3 separate regions of the Mus musculus genome follow, and regions 1 and 3 are each linked to region 2. The links are chromatin contacts, called in public HiChIP or PLAC-seq maps. All regions are on one chromosome and are shown on one strand. The core of a region is the stretch at or near the end of the contact, and the rest is flanking DNA. Distances in the headings are between cores, read along the strand shown.

Region 1 (3,653 bases), core at 756-3,255, 580 kb after region 2:
AGCTCGTTTGTTACAGTACATTACATATGGCTCTTGTACAGAGTAAAACAGACCCCAGGAGTCAACTGTCCCCACCAGCACCGGACTCGGGTGAGCAGAGAAGCAAGGCTTTACTTGCTGGCACTGAGACTAACTCATGCAGAGTGCTCTTTGGTAAAGTGTCCATGTGAGATTTACACAGCACATAAAGTCAGACTTCTAAGTTTTTAAAATACTGTCTTAAAACTTGCCAAATAGCATTTAGATAAAGTAGAGTAACAGTAAGGTTTTAAGATGTCTTCTGTGATGTTTGTGATCAATACACAAATGGAGTAGATGACAGCTACTACTTTGTCCCTTCAACCCCCCAAAGCACATATATAAGGCATTGTTTCCTAATTGCTGTTGAGAATATGCTAATTACAATGTCAGCAGCAAAAAAAAAAAAAAAAAAAAAACCTACTATGCCATAATAATCTCAAGACAATGCTTTTTACTATATTAAATATCACAAAACTTGGGGAAACTGAGAAAGGAATATTTGGATCTGACACAAGCCTCAATGCGTGTGCTCTCAGGTGCAACAGCAGGTGGCCTTGCTTTTCTCCCCTCCTGGAGATCTGACCAGGTGCTCAGGGTTTTAAGACATTTTTAAATGAAAAACTTGCTCCCAGTGTGAATACAGGACTGCAGTACTTTAGTATTCTTTGGGTGACTTAAGATTAGTGTCATACTTTAATTATGAATGAGATCATCTTCATTGTCACTTGCACTGCTATGTTTCTAAACTCATCTAAGAGAGATTTGAAATAAATACAGCATCCGAAGGATTCTCCAGTAGATGGGTTTTAAACACGGAAGGTTTTCTACCCATAAGGTGCTGGAATGTCAGGTTCCTGGCAATGAGGCCCTGGGCCTAGTCCTTTCATACAACAGTTTGGACAGGAGTCACACACTGTGCAGGAGAGCTGGCTCTCTCTGAAGAGGAGGTTGAGCGGTTGGAAATTTCTCTCTGAAGTTCCTCTACTTTTCTTTGAAGCTCTGCTCTTTTGGCAAGAAGTTCTTTGTATCTGCTGTGGATAGGTTCCTGCAAGAGCAAACAAAATCACTGCAACAGGAATCCAGACAAACTTGAGGTCTTAACCATTCATTGAGCTTTGTGGCATTAGCTGTTTAAGCAGTTGGACAGCCCCACCTTTAGCTCCTTAGTGGAATTAAATTCATGTTTTGTTGTCACCTCTGATCATTCAGTTGCTTCAGATGTTCCTGGAAGATGCTACTTTATAAATATCATTTACTTAAAACTTCAGGACTATGGACCTGCAGTTTTTAGATTTTTATAGAATTATTTTCTTCTGTATACCTAAAGACCACACAGAAATGTGTACAGTTGGGAAAGTTTCGTAACTAAAGGACAGAGTGGGAAGTTTTGGTTGTGACAAAACTAGTGGGGTCATACTGTATATTACAGATATGTACCTGAGGTTTCATCCGGGGGTTCCACCTTATATAATATCCCACCCAGAGCTCTAGGTGGCGCATGCTGGCTACTGGGTAAAGGACATGATTGGAGTAGCTTCCATAAAGAGGATTAGTAAAGTCTTCCAGCTGGCTGTTTATATAGGACCACAGTGACACTGTCTTCTTAGGAAGATTCTGCAAGAGGGAAAAATTGGTAAAGATCTCCTATCATATCAGCTGCTTGAACCTCAGGTGAAACTTGTGTAGGGTTGTGTGATCATTAAAATTAGGATGCTGTAGATAGGATCAGTGTTCATTCACATGAGTAGATCCAAAAACACTGGCTCCAAGGCACCCTCTTCTAGTCTTCTCAAACACGTGTATCACACACTTGTCCATAGACAAAAAATAAAACTGCTCCATATGATTAAATCAATACTATTCAGAACAGCCAAAATAAAGAACAACCCAAAAGACCACCAACTGATGGGATATACACAATGGAAGGTTATTTGACCATGAAGAGGAAGTGTGTGGTATGACATAAACGTTGCAAATATAGTAATGAAAGGGGGCAGACACAAAGGTCACATGGTGAATGATCCCATTTATATGAAGTGTTCACAAGTAGCCATCCATAGAGAAACCTAGTCAGTATCTGCCCAAACCTGGGAGAACATGGATTAGCAGGTGTGTGATGAAAACTGCTCTAAATTAAATGGTGATGGCCCACAATCCTGTGGTTATACCATTAGATTATCACTTTAAAAGAGAATTTTGTATTTAAATGTTAGGATTTAAGACTTAAGAGTAGTTTCTCAAAAGACTGGCAGTAATTAGAATACTGCTGTGGTATTTGTGACTATCTAATAACTCACAATATACTGAAAGCCTACCATGCATGGAAATATATCCAGTATAAAGTATAACACCTGCAAGGTACAGTCTAGGAAGAACTTAATTTTCACAATAGTAAACACCATCACCCTGTTTTTCTGAAACAGAAATGAACTTAGGTGTTAGTGAGTCTAATACCTGAACCTGGTAGCAGGGCTTTTCAGTGTTAAGTCCTGTCCCATAATAACCTACTTTCTGACAAAGCTTTCAGAATGAAAGTTGATGTGCATGAGGGCTCTCTACCAATACACTAAAAGTGATACCTCTACAGAGAGTGGTTCTTTTGTTTTGCTGTAGCAGGATCGAACCCAGCACTTTGAAGAGCTAGGCAAGCACTCCAGCACTGACCCTCTATTGCTCCAGCACCTTCACATTTATTTTGAAAGGGTATGTGTTTAAAGGGCTGGCTTCAGACTTGTGGTCCTTTAACCTTAGCCTCTGGGATATCTGGGATTGTAAGTGTGAGCCCTTATCCCCAGTTTATGGGTTGAAGGAATCCTAATCTGTCTGGTGAGATACTATATAACCAAATGCATGCCAAGTGAGAGTAGAGATCATACTTTACCTCTTTCCCCCTCTGCTGTTCGCTGTTACAAAGGAATGTTCCAAATAAACAGCTGTACAAGTGGTCCAGGATGGTAATGAGAAAATACTCATTGAATTCAAATGCGGTAGGGAACTGCAAATTGAGCACCACAAACTTGAGACATTTTTCATGCATCTGTCATGAGTAGATCTTTCATAATAGTACTTAGATTTTAAACTACCTAAGCCATCAGAGCATTATTTGTTTTCCTTTCCAAGGTAGAGTCTTTCCCATGCAGCAAGTACTGAATGGTTTTGTGTTTGCTCTGCTTTGACCTTATAGTTGCCAGTCACTGATTTCTGACATGGAACAGTTCTGATATTCTTTTCTTTTAGTTTTCAATATGTCTAAGAATTAAAAGTAACAAATGTGCCCAGAAAATATCATAGGTATATACACAGAAGTATCAGCTATACAGCTGTGCAGCTATGCAGATAACTTGTAAGTCAACCTACTTGTCTTGTGGAAGAACAGGTTCTTCTAATTCACAACTGGAAGCATTAGTCCAACTCAGAATTCACCCTCAGTGGGTATCTTAATTTTATACAAGCCATTTTTGGAGGGCTATCAAAGGAATTAAAGACAGCCCAGAAGGTAGTAAAAGGTTTAATTGAACCCAATCCTATTAATATCACAAAATCATTCAGAAACTTATTTGTACATAAGCTTGTAAAACATTCCACAATGACCTGGGAAATACTGCCTTGGTATTTTAGAAAAAGTCTGTCAA
Region 2 (3,961 bases), core at 1,222-3,721:
CACTTCCTCCAACAAGGCCACACCCACTAATAGTGCCACTCTCTATGGGCCAAGCATTCAAACACATGAGTCTATGGGGCCATACCTATTTAAATCACCACAGTACCTAAGGGTGAAGGTAATTATGGCTTAGGTGGAGGAGGAAATGCTGTGCTTAATAGGTACAAGTGGAAGGGAATTTTAACCTCAAGTTGGGCGTAAAGTATGAGCTTATTAGGAAGGTGAAGGGCTTGAGGGTGTGAGGGTAGCTGGGGCAGACTGCAGAGAAAAGCTAGCCAAGGGAAGAGAACTTCCTGATGTAGAGGCTCAAGGTCCAGTGCAATGTGTCGTGTTTGTAGGGTTGCAAGAAACTCAATAGCTCTTAGGGCATGGGGCAAGGTGGGAGTGGTCAGAGAGGAGAGCTGAGCGGGGTGGCTTCAGTGGTCCTATGATCAGCATGGGGCTGGCTTTATTCAAAGGCACAGGAAGAGTGATTGGAGAGTGAGGTAGAGGGACAGTCTTCCCATCTGCAACATAGAGTAGGAGGGAAGATGGAATAAAATCCACATTTGACAGATAAGGGCAAGCCCTAAGAGCTCATTCAGTGTGGTGGTAGGGTGCAATATCTGGGTATGGGGACAAGGGAAGCTCATCTTTGCAAATAACTTGGGCTAGAAACTGAAGCCACAGAAGTGTATGCTAATGTCATTGTCTTTGACATCAGCCACTGCCTCTTTCTCAGGCCTGAGTCAGAAGCTCTGGACTATGAGGGCTGCCTGCCTGTGAGCAGAGTCTGTGGAAAGGGAGAGCCTCAGGGTGACCAGGCAGACAGCAGGGACAGACTGGGAAGCATTCTTGAACATTCTTGATGCTTCTAAGACAGCCTTCCCCTGGAATGAGCGATCAGCAAATATCTGAATTAGCTCTAAGCCTTCCCACCCTGTAATTGTTTTTCCTCTGGAATCTTGAGATAAGGAAATTTTTAATTTTTTAAAATAAAATTCAAAATATTTATAATTTTATCCTTGGAAAGTAAACATGTGAGCAATCAAAAGCAAAATCAAAAACAGTGTCTTTTGCTATGAGCACAAGGAAGTCAAGTCGACAGTATTATCAACATTAGATGTTTATATCTGGCAGCAGCCCACAGGAGGCTTGGATAAAACTGAAGCCTACTGTGGGTCTGAGGCAGTGGGGCAGAGATATGTACACAGCTAGAGTCCTGGGTGTTAGAGCTGTCCACATTGACTCTCACTGACCTGACGCTCACCAAGGAAGCCAAGCTGATCTTCAAGCCCCAAGAACTTAGCTGTTTCTGTGCCCCCAACATGAGATCACAAGTCTGTGCCACCTTGCCCTGCTTTTCTTTTTAAACTCAGGTTCTGTGCATCAAACGCAAACAGATCCTCTTGCTTATATCTGGACCCCCGCTGCCAAGTTTGCGTGGCAGTCACTGTGACCATGAAGCCATCTCCCCAACCTGGTTATGGTAGAAAGATCCAAGCTTTCAGTGATGTTTTATTTATTTATTTTGTTTGTTTGTTTGTTTGTTGAAACGGTCTTGATTTGTAGTCCAGGCTGGTCTTAACCTCTGTCCCGGAATTACGAGCCTAAGTCGCCCTTCTCAGTTCCCTAACCTAATGTATACTGTTGCTCCAGACCTCAGTTTTATTTTTAAACTAAATTAATTACTTCAGTTTGAGTCAGGGTCCAAGAAGCCCATTCTGCCTTTGAACTCCTGGTCCCTGTGCACACCACCACAGCTAGTTATTTACTGGGAGTGGGAACCGGGGCTGGGCTTCTTAATCCTAGTCAATCACTCTGCTCACATCCCAGCCAGATTCCTCTGCTCTTTATTCCACCAGCCTGTCTCAAGTCCCTCCCACATTCTTTTCCCCTCTGGGAAAGTCCAGCTTGGGGCTGCCTTCCTCAGGGTGTCAGTTCAGATATCATCTTTTCAGGCCAACTTCCTTCACTGTATCCTAAAACCCTGTAGGAGTCACGCAGTGGATTAACACTGGGTTTTCAGTGATTCCGTAAACAGCATGTTTTGTTTGTTTGTTTGTTTGTTTGCTTGTTTTTTAATTAATACTAGGCTCACCAAACAGAGATCCTGCTCTTGTCGGTTATCACTCTACTAATTCAAGGTGGGGGTGTGCAGAGGCATGTGAGCAGTGGGATGAATACAGGGTGTTGGCTGTCTTGTTCCCTTCTGAGTTTCGGTTTGATATCTAATGCTCATACCAAGTAAACCACGGCCGGGCTGTGCTGTCTGCCTAAGAACTTCCTTTATCAGTATTTATTTATTTATTTATTTATTTATTTATTTATTTATTTATTTATTTATTTATTTATTTAGCAGGGTCTTACGGATCCCCCTGCCTCTACCAAAAACCCGGCTTTAACAGGGTTTCTTAACTGGGGTCTGATGCGGAAGGGTAGGCACCGTCTCCTCTGTGGACATCTCCCCATCCCGGAGGAACCTGGTGCACGCAAGGTCCGACTTCTCAGCGCCAGCCCTGGGGACAGCCCCTTGGGCTAAGCCAGTCCAGCGCGGAGGGGGAGCTCTGGCACACAGCAGCGCCGCGGCAGGTGTCCGGTCTCCAGGGGTGGGTGCAGCCGCAGAAAGCCGCGGCTGAGCACTGCAGCCATCTTCGGGGTGGAGGCGGAGAAGGGGCGCGGCCTTGGCCCAGAGCCGCCCCGCCAGAGAGGCTCACCGCGGACTTCCCTGCTCTAGCGGCGCCCGGCCGCGCAGAGGCCGCCATGGGCTGTGCGCGCTGGCTGGCGCTGGGCGGCCTCCTGGCCCTGGCAGGGCTGTTGCAGGCCCGGCTGCTGCTCCCGCAGCAAGCGGGCTTCGGCGAATGCGACCGTTTCTTCTACAAGGGGACCCCACCCGCCGGGCTGGCGACCGAAGCGCACGTGAGGATCTGTCAACGCTTCGCGGGCTCCGAGCGCTTCGCCACTCTGTACAGTCCTGGCCACCGCATCCCCGTGTTCTCCGCGTTTCGCGCTGCGCGCCCGGCGTCCCGCAGTGCCGAGCAGCGCGGGCTGCTGGAGCCGCAGGTAAGCAGGACTCGGGAGAACCGGGATCTGAAGTTCAGATCTACCCCCCAGCGTCTCCCCATCCCCAAACTGCAGCCTGCCTTGCCTGGGTGGGAGTCTCCACTTAAGCCGCAGGGGCGGGAGGTTCCCCGAGGAGATGGCCCTCCCTCCTCTTGGGCTCAGACGTCTGCAGTGTCTGGTTGGTTTCCTGGGTAGTAGAGAACATGAACTGGGAGACAGCCCTTGGTGGCCAAGACCGGGCAGATCCGCGGGAAGCACAAGCTTCCCAGGCCCGCCCACATCCCCTCAGCAACATTTGGGCGGTGGGCAAGTTCACCCCACTTTACAGGAAGCAGCTCCAGACAAGGAGGGGTGAAGGAGCTTGCAGAAGACCACCCAGCTGGTGAGATGAGTGAGCTGGTCTTGAGGCTAGAAAATCACTGCCCTTTCTGCTAGGGGAAAGCTTCTGACAGTGCAAGGACTTTGGGAAGCTCAGTGGGGGTAGTACCCACGCAGAAAGGACAAACCAGTTTTTCCTGAATCTTCGTATCTGTAGATTATCAGACCATTGCAATCAAGTGACCTTTCACAGTGTTGGGTCTGTCTGGCGGCAGGGATCAAACACCGAGAAAGCCTTCCATGGGCCATACAGAAACTGCTGACTGGCTCTCCTCTGCCAGGTCTCCGCAGTAAGACACCCTGTCCTGCCTCTCTGACTTCTCCCCAGCCTTCCAGCCCTGTGTGTCCCAGAGCCCTTGGTTCCTGCCGGCCACCAATACAAAGCTTCTGGCTTTCAGGTGTCTCCACCTGAAAGTATGGATTGTACCTTGGTCATATTTCCAGCTACCATTGGCCAGGCAGGTTTCAGGCAGTCTGCACCAATATTACCTTCTCACATCCTCCTGTGTCCAGCGTCCTGCTGTAAGGATCTCTGAGCTCA
Region 3 (4,079 bases), core at 428-2,927, 540 kb after region 2:
GTTCTACAATGCCTGCTCATCAGAAAGAACATTGCCTGCAGGGTGTCGTCTGGTAGAGCTGTTGTTCCTGGGGGATCTACAAGTGGGAACTTCATCGAGTCTTTTCTCATTCTTCTGTCTCTGCTACTCTATGCAGCTTCTGGGAAGTTAGGTAATGAAAGTTCCTCATGAAAACTACAAATCATCAAAGCTGCTCTGAGTTTCTGAGCCAACAGAAACAGTATGACGTTTGAGCACTACTAAACTATAACACAATTTTAAAATCCTCAGGGGAAGCCTCCACTACTCATAAGCATGAACTATTACTCTGACAAATCCTAGTAACAGTGTAACTATATTATTTAACATTAATTACAATAGACTCACTTGCAAGAAATAAATTGTGGAGTGCAGAGCAGGGAAGGACACAGAAAGGCCCTAGCCAGGGCTGCAGAGGCAGGCAGTTAGGAGCAACCATTTACCCTGGCTTACCAAATAATTAAAACTCTGCTTTCAATCAAGGAAAAAAAAAATGAACTTATATGTTTCTTTCCTAGAATAAAATGCAAGAACTAGAAGAATAGATATGTAGCTAGTCTCCCAGTGACAGCAGTATTTTGTTGATAAATTATATACGACAAAGGCTTTAAGAAGAATAGTGCATTGGTTGTTATTGAGTCCTTGCAATATAAGCTTTACATTGCAGATAAGCTGTATATTGCAGAGATTAAGTGTATACATTGAAATTTTATTCTAATACTTATTTTGCACCCTACAAAAGTCAATGCAATTATTGCAATACTTAAGTTAGAAACATTTAAAAATGTCAGCCTAAATAAAGGAAGGAACTACACAGACCCTGCCTATCATCTCCAGGCTCTACTTACCTATGACTTAACTGGAAGATAAGTCATATCCCTAACAAGAGACTCTGGGAGTTGAAAAAAACATGGTACTGTGACCTGCACACAACAACACTCACACATAATTTCCCTTCCCTTTAGCTTGTCTTACGAAAGAACAGAATTTTTACTTGGCATTATTGGTACTTTGGATTTAATACCATTTGGGGGGATGAATTTCAGTTTGTATTCTTAGGTTTGATAGTTTAAAAATATTTAAAAGATCTATTGGAGCAAGATAATTTTGTTAACCATTAAATTCTCTGTATCATAAAAGACTAAGGAAACAGGTAGGAAGGAGTAAGGGGTACAAACCAAGCACTTGGAGGCTAAAGGAGGATGATGAGTTTGAGGCCAAACTGGGATACATAGTGAAGCTCCAACTCAAAAAAAAAGCAAACAAATGAAAGAGATAAGGAGAGATTTAACTAGGTATACTCACCACAGCAACTGCTACTAAGGTCAGTAGCTACACTTAGCCGTAGCGGGTCTCTAGCAGAACTCAAAGTGTATAGGGAAGCAGCTGATTAGGAGGACATTCGGATACCCAAGTAACCTGAGGTGTGAGCTGATGCAAGACATTCCTCAGAATGAACAAGTAAGCCTGAGGCACACAATGTAGTGTCTATGTCTCGCCTACTACTTATGTGACTGGTTTCACCTGTAATTTGGGGCAACTCATCACTCAGCTATTATAAGAAGCAAATATGAACATGACATACAAAACAATTAACTGTACCTTCCCTTCTGTATGAGTAGCTGCTATGGTAGCATAGAAAAACTCAGTTAAGAGGAAGTGGGCTGAAGACACCAACCAGGCTAAAATAAAATGGTTCTCTTGCAATTCACTTTAACAAAAGGAACTGTTCTCTGGCGCATTGGAAGAACATACCAGGTTAAGTCAGACCTAGGAAGTGCTTACCATTATTATAGTTACTCTGTAACTTAGAGTTTTTATTTCAGCGCTTCTGTTACATAAGGTTGATTATATCTCAGGGGATCATTCAACATAACTTAAGAATATAATAAAACAAAGTAATTGCTGATGGGTAAAAATAGTAAGTAATGCACAAGAGGCCCAGCTCAAGATGGGCAATCTTCAAGGAGGGAGGGCAAATGCATTGCCACAAATCTCCACACATGCAGCAATTACTTGGATACACTATGCCCTGGTTCTACAATGGTTCCTTTACAAATTCCTGTCACTAGTAAAAATGGGAAGCAAGGAATATACATGTGGATCCCAAGAAGCATGTAAAGTCTATTCAATTACGACACACACCAAACCACACAAGCAACAGAAAATATACCTTGCTTTAATAGGGGAAACATTCAGAAAACAAAACATACAAATGAAGGAAAATTCATGCACTCCCTTCAAAGCTGCACTCTCCCCTCAAGCCTGAACTCTGAATATGACATCATCTCTATGTTTAAGAGATTAACTCTATAAATGTCACAATGTACAAACTACAGAACACGAATCAATGTGTTATGGTTTTATGCCTCAATTTATAGAATAGTTAAAAACAAGTTGTAGGGCCGGGCGTGGTGGTGCACGCCTTTAATCCCAGCACTCGGGAGGCAGAGGCAGGCAGATTTCTGAGTTCGAGTCCAGCCTGGTCTACAAAGTGAGTTCCACGACAGCCAGGGCTACACAGAGAAACCCTGTCTCAGAAAACCAAAACCAAACCAAACCAAACCAAACCAAGTTGTAATGAGGGAGTAGCCCCTTTCTATGTTGATGTTCACTATCTACCCTCTTTGTTAGTGACTCTCAGCTCCCACTGTTCAGTTGTTCCGTATATTTAAGACCTATTTATCTACATTAAATACACTAGTATTTATTAAATATACTCAATACCTGATACACTTTCAATACAATCAAGTACTGTCTTGGTCTGGAGAACACATACACAGCATGAAAGCCCTTCAACCATGGTCTGGAGACCTGGCTTTTGGGGGCAGTTGTGCAGGGGAGGTTTTGACATAAGGCTTCTCTGTGTAGCCCTGGCTGTCCTGGAACTCACTCTGTAGACCAGGCTGGCCTCGAATTCACAGAGATCCGTGTGTTTCTGCCTCCCAACCCCCTAACAAGGTTGGCCTTCTCTCCCTCCCGTCTGGGTACCCAGAAAGAGATGGGAAGAACGATTAAAGCGTATAGAGTCACCTTAGCGTCATAAAGGACGGTAGTCAAATGAAGAGTCTTCAGTATTTTCTGCAAGCCCCACTTAGTGTGTGCATGTTTTCATGGTCAGCACTGAATCAGCTTTCAAGTGATTTCCAACAAAAGCTTTTAATGGGATCAAGATCTAAACTTTATAAAGTCAAAATTAAAACTGGAAAAAATAGCCACCTACTCAAGTCAAGAAACACTACAATATAGATTTAAATCTGCGACTAGCACCGCACATAAATAACCCCATTTACCTGGAGTTGTTCCACAGTTTCTTTGTGCGCTTTTTCCATACTGTTCATCTTAGTCCTCAAATTTGACTCTTGGTATTGAAAGTCTGCCTTCAGTTCAGTTAACTGAAATTAAAAAAAAAGAAAAGCATTCATGTACACACTTATCTGTCCACATACTGACACATTAAATATTCTTTCCAACAGGCATTACTTGTTATGAAAGTAGAGGTAGTTGGTAGCAACTGCATCTTCTGTAGACCAATTGTCTGACCCACCCACTGCCACTAAGCTTTTAATGTCAAGGTTGATCTTTGAGACTTGCTTTGGGCTTAACTGGTCACACCTTCATAACTAGAATGCCAAAGTAAAGCTTAATGGCTCCTGAACTGCTTCAACTAAATACACATCACAGTCAATCAACAGACGTGTAGTTAAAATCATCTCCAATAATGAAGGAAAAAGGCTCCATAATAGGCACTTTACCCAATGGTTATCAACCAAGGGCAATGGTGTTTGTAATTGGTAATTTGTGTCCATTATGTACAAAAAGCCATTATACTACATTTACCTACCAGGACAAAAATATAGTCAATGTGAGGAAGCAGAGACTACAAGACAATGCTTTCATTAACATAAACAAAAGTACATTATAGGATTTCAAATGTACAGCCTAAGTTGCTACTAACAGAACCACACAAAACCAGCTTCTGCCATTACGTAAGCTTTCAGAGTTTGTTTTCCCCATAATTACTAAGTACCTAGTAAATAAAAAGGCACAAAAGTCAAGAG

What was found. HiChIP or PLAC-seq counts read pairs in DNA pulled down with a chosen protein or histone mark.
Region 1: an H3K4me3 HiChIP or PLAC-seq map of bone marrow-derived macrophages shows a contact between it and region 2, with 9 times the contacts expected there. The contact joins the enhancer-like site here to the promoter of Endod1 in region 2. A contact is called at or near these places in 6 of 39 promoter capture datasets (HPC-7-derived erythroid cells, cranial neural crest, hematopoietic stem and progenitor cells and 3 more), 5 of 115 datasets of contacts at active chromatin or transcription factors (bone marrow-derived macrophages, embryonic basal ganglia, embryonic stem cells and 2 more) and 2 of 9 other capture datasets (adipose tissue and liver).
Region 3: an H3K4me3 HiChIP or PLAC-seq map of bone marrow-derived macrophages shows a contact between it and region 2, with 6 times the contacts expected there. The contact joins the enhancer-like site here to the promoter of Endod1 in region 2. A contact is called at or near these places in 21 of 39 promoter capture datasets (the 3T3-L1 cell line, the C10 cell line, the HPC-7 cell line and 12 more), 1 of 15 datasets of contacts at CTCF or cohesin (large pre-B cells), 1 of 484 Hi-C or Micro-C datasets (bone marrow-derived macrophages), 26 of 115 datasets of contacts at active chromatin or transcription factors (the 230-238 cell line, the SCID.adh cell line, VIP interneurons and 16 more) and 4 of 9 other capture datasets (adipose tissue, bone marrow-derived macrophages, embryonic stem cells and 1 more).

The regions. Positions count from the first base shown.
Region 1 is chr9:13,802,788-13,806,440 of GRCm38.p6, reverse strand. It overlaps Mtmr2 (myotubularin related protein 2), which reads right to left. Exons shown (of 15, transcript NM_023858.4): 13 at 2,903-3,016; 14 at 1,459-1,635; 15 at 1-1,066. The coding sequence ends at 905. Among named protein-coding and RNA genes, the nearest start is that of Cep57, 22 kb to the left of the region's middle. Within about 2 kb of position 2,005, at least 2 of the 459 cell types and tissues checked have an H3K27ac peak or open chromatin away from gene starts, as enhancers often do. A contact at or near this core is called in bone marrow-derived macrophages, where this site is marked.
Region 2 is chr9:14,379,752-14,383,712 of GRCm38.p6, reverse strand. It overlaps Endod1 (endonuclease domain containing 1), which reads left to right and starts at 2,471. Exons shown (of 2, transcript NM_028013.3): 1 at 2,471-3,042. The coding sequence starts at 2,743.
Region 3 is chr9:13,838,974-13,843,052 of GRCm38.p6, reverse strand. It overlaps Fam76b (family with sequence similarity 76, member B), which reads right to left. Exons shown (of 10, transcript NM_176836.4): 9 at 3,312-3,413. Among named protein-coding and RNA genes, the nearest start is that of Fam76b, 13 kb to the right of the region's middle. Within about 2 kb of position 1,677, at least 5 of the 459 cell types and tissues checked have an H3K27ac peak or open chromatin away from gene starts, as enhancers often do. A contact at or near this core is called in adipose tissue and bone marrow-derived macrophages, where this site is marked.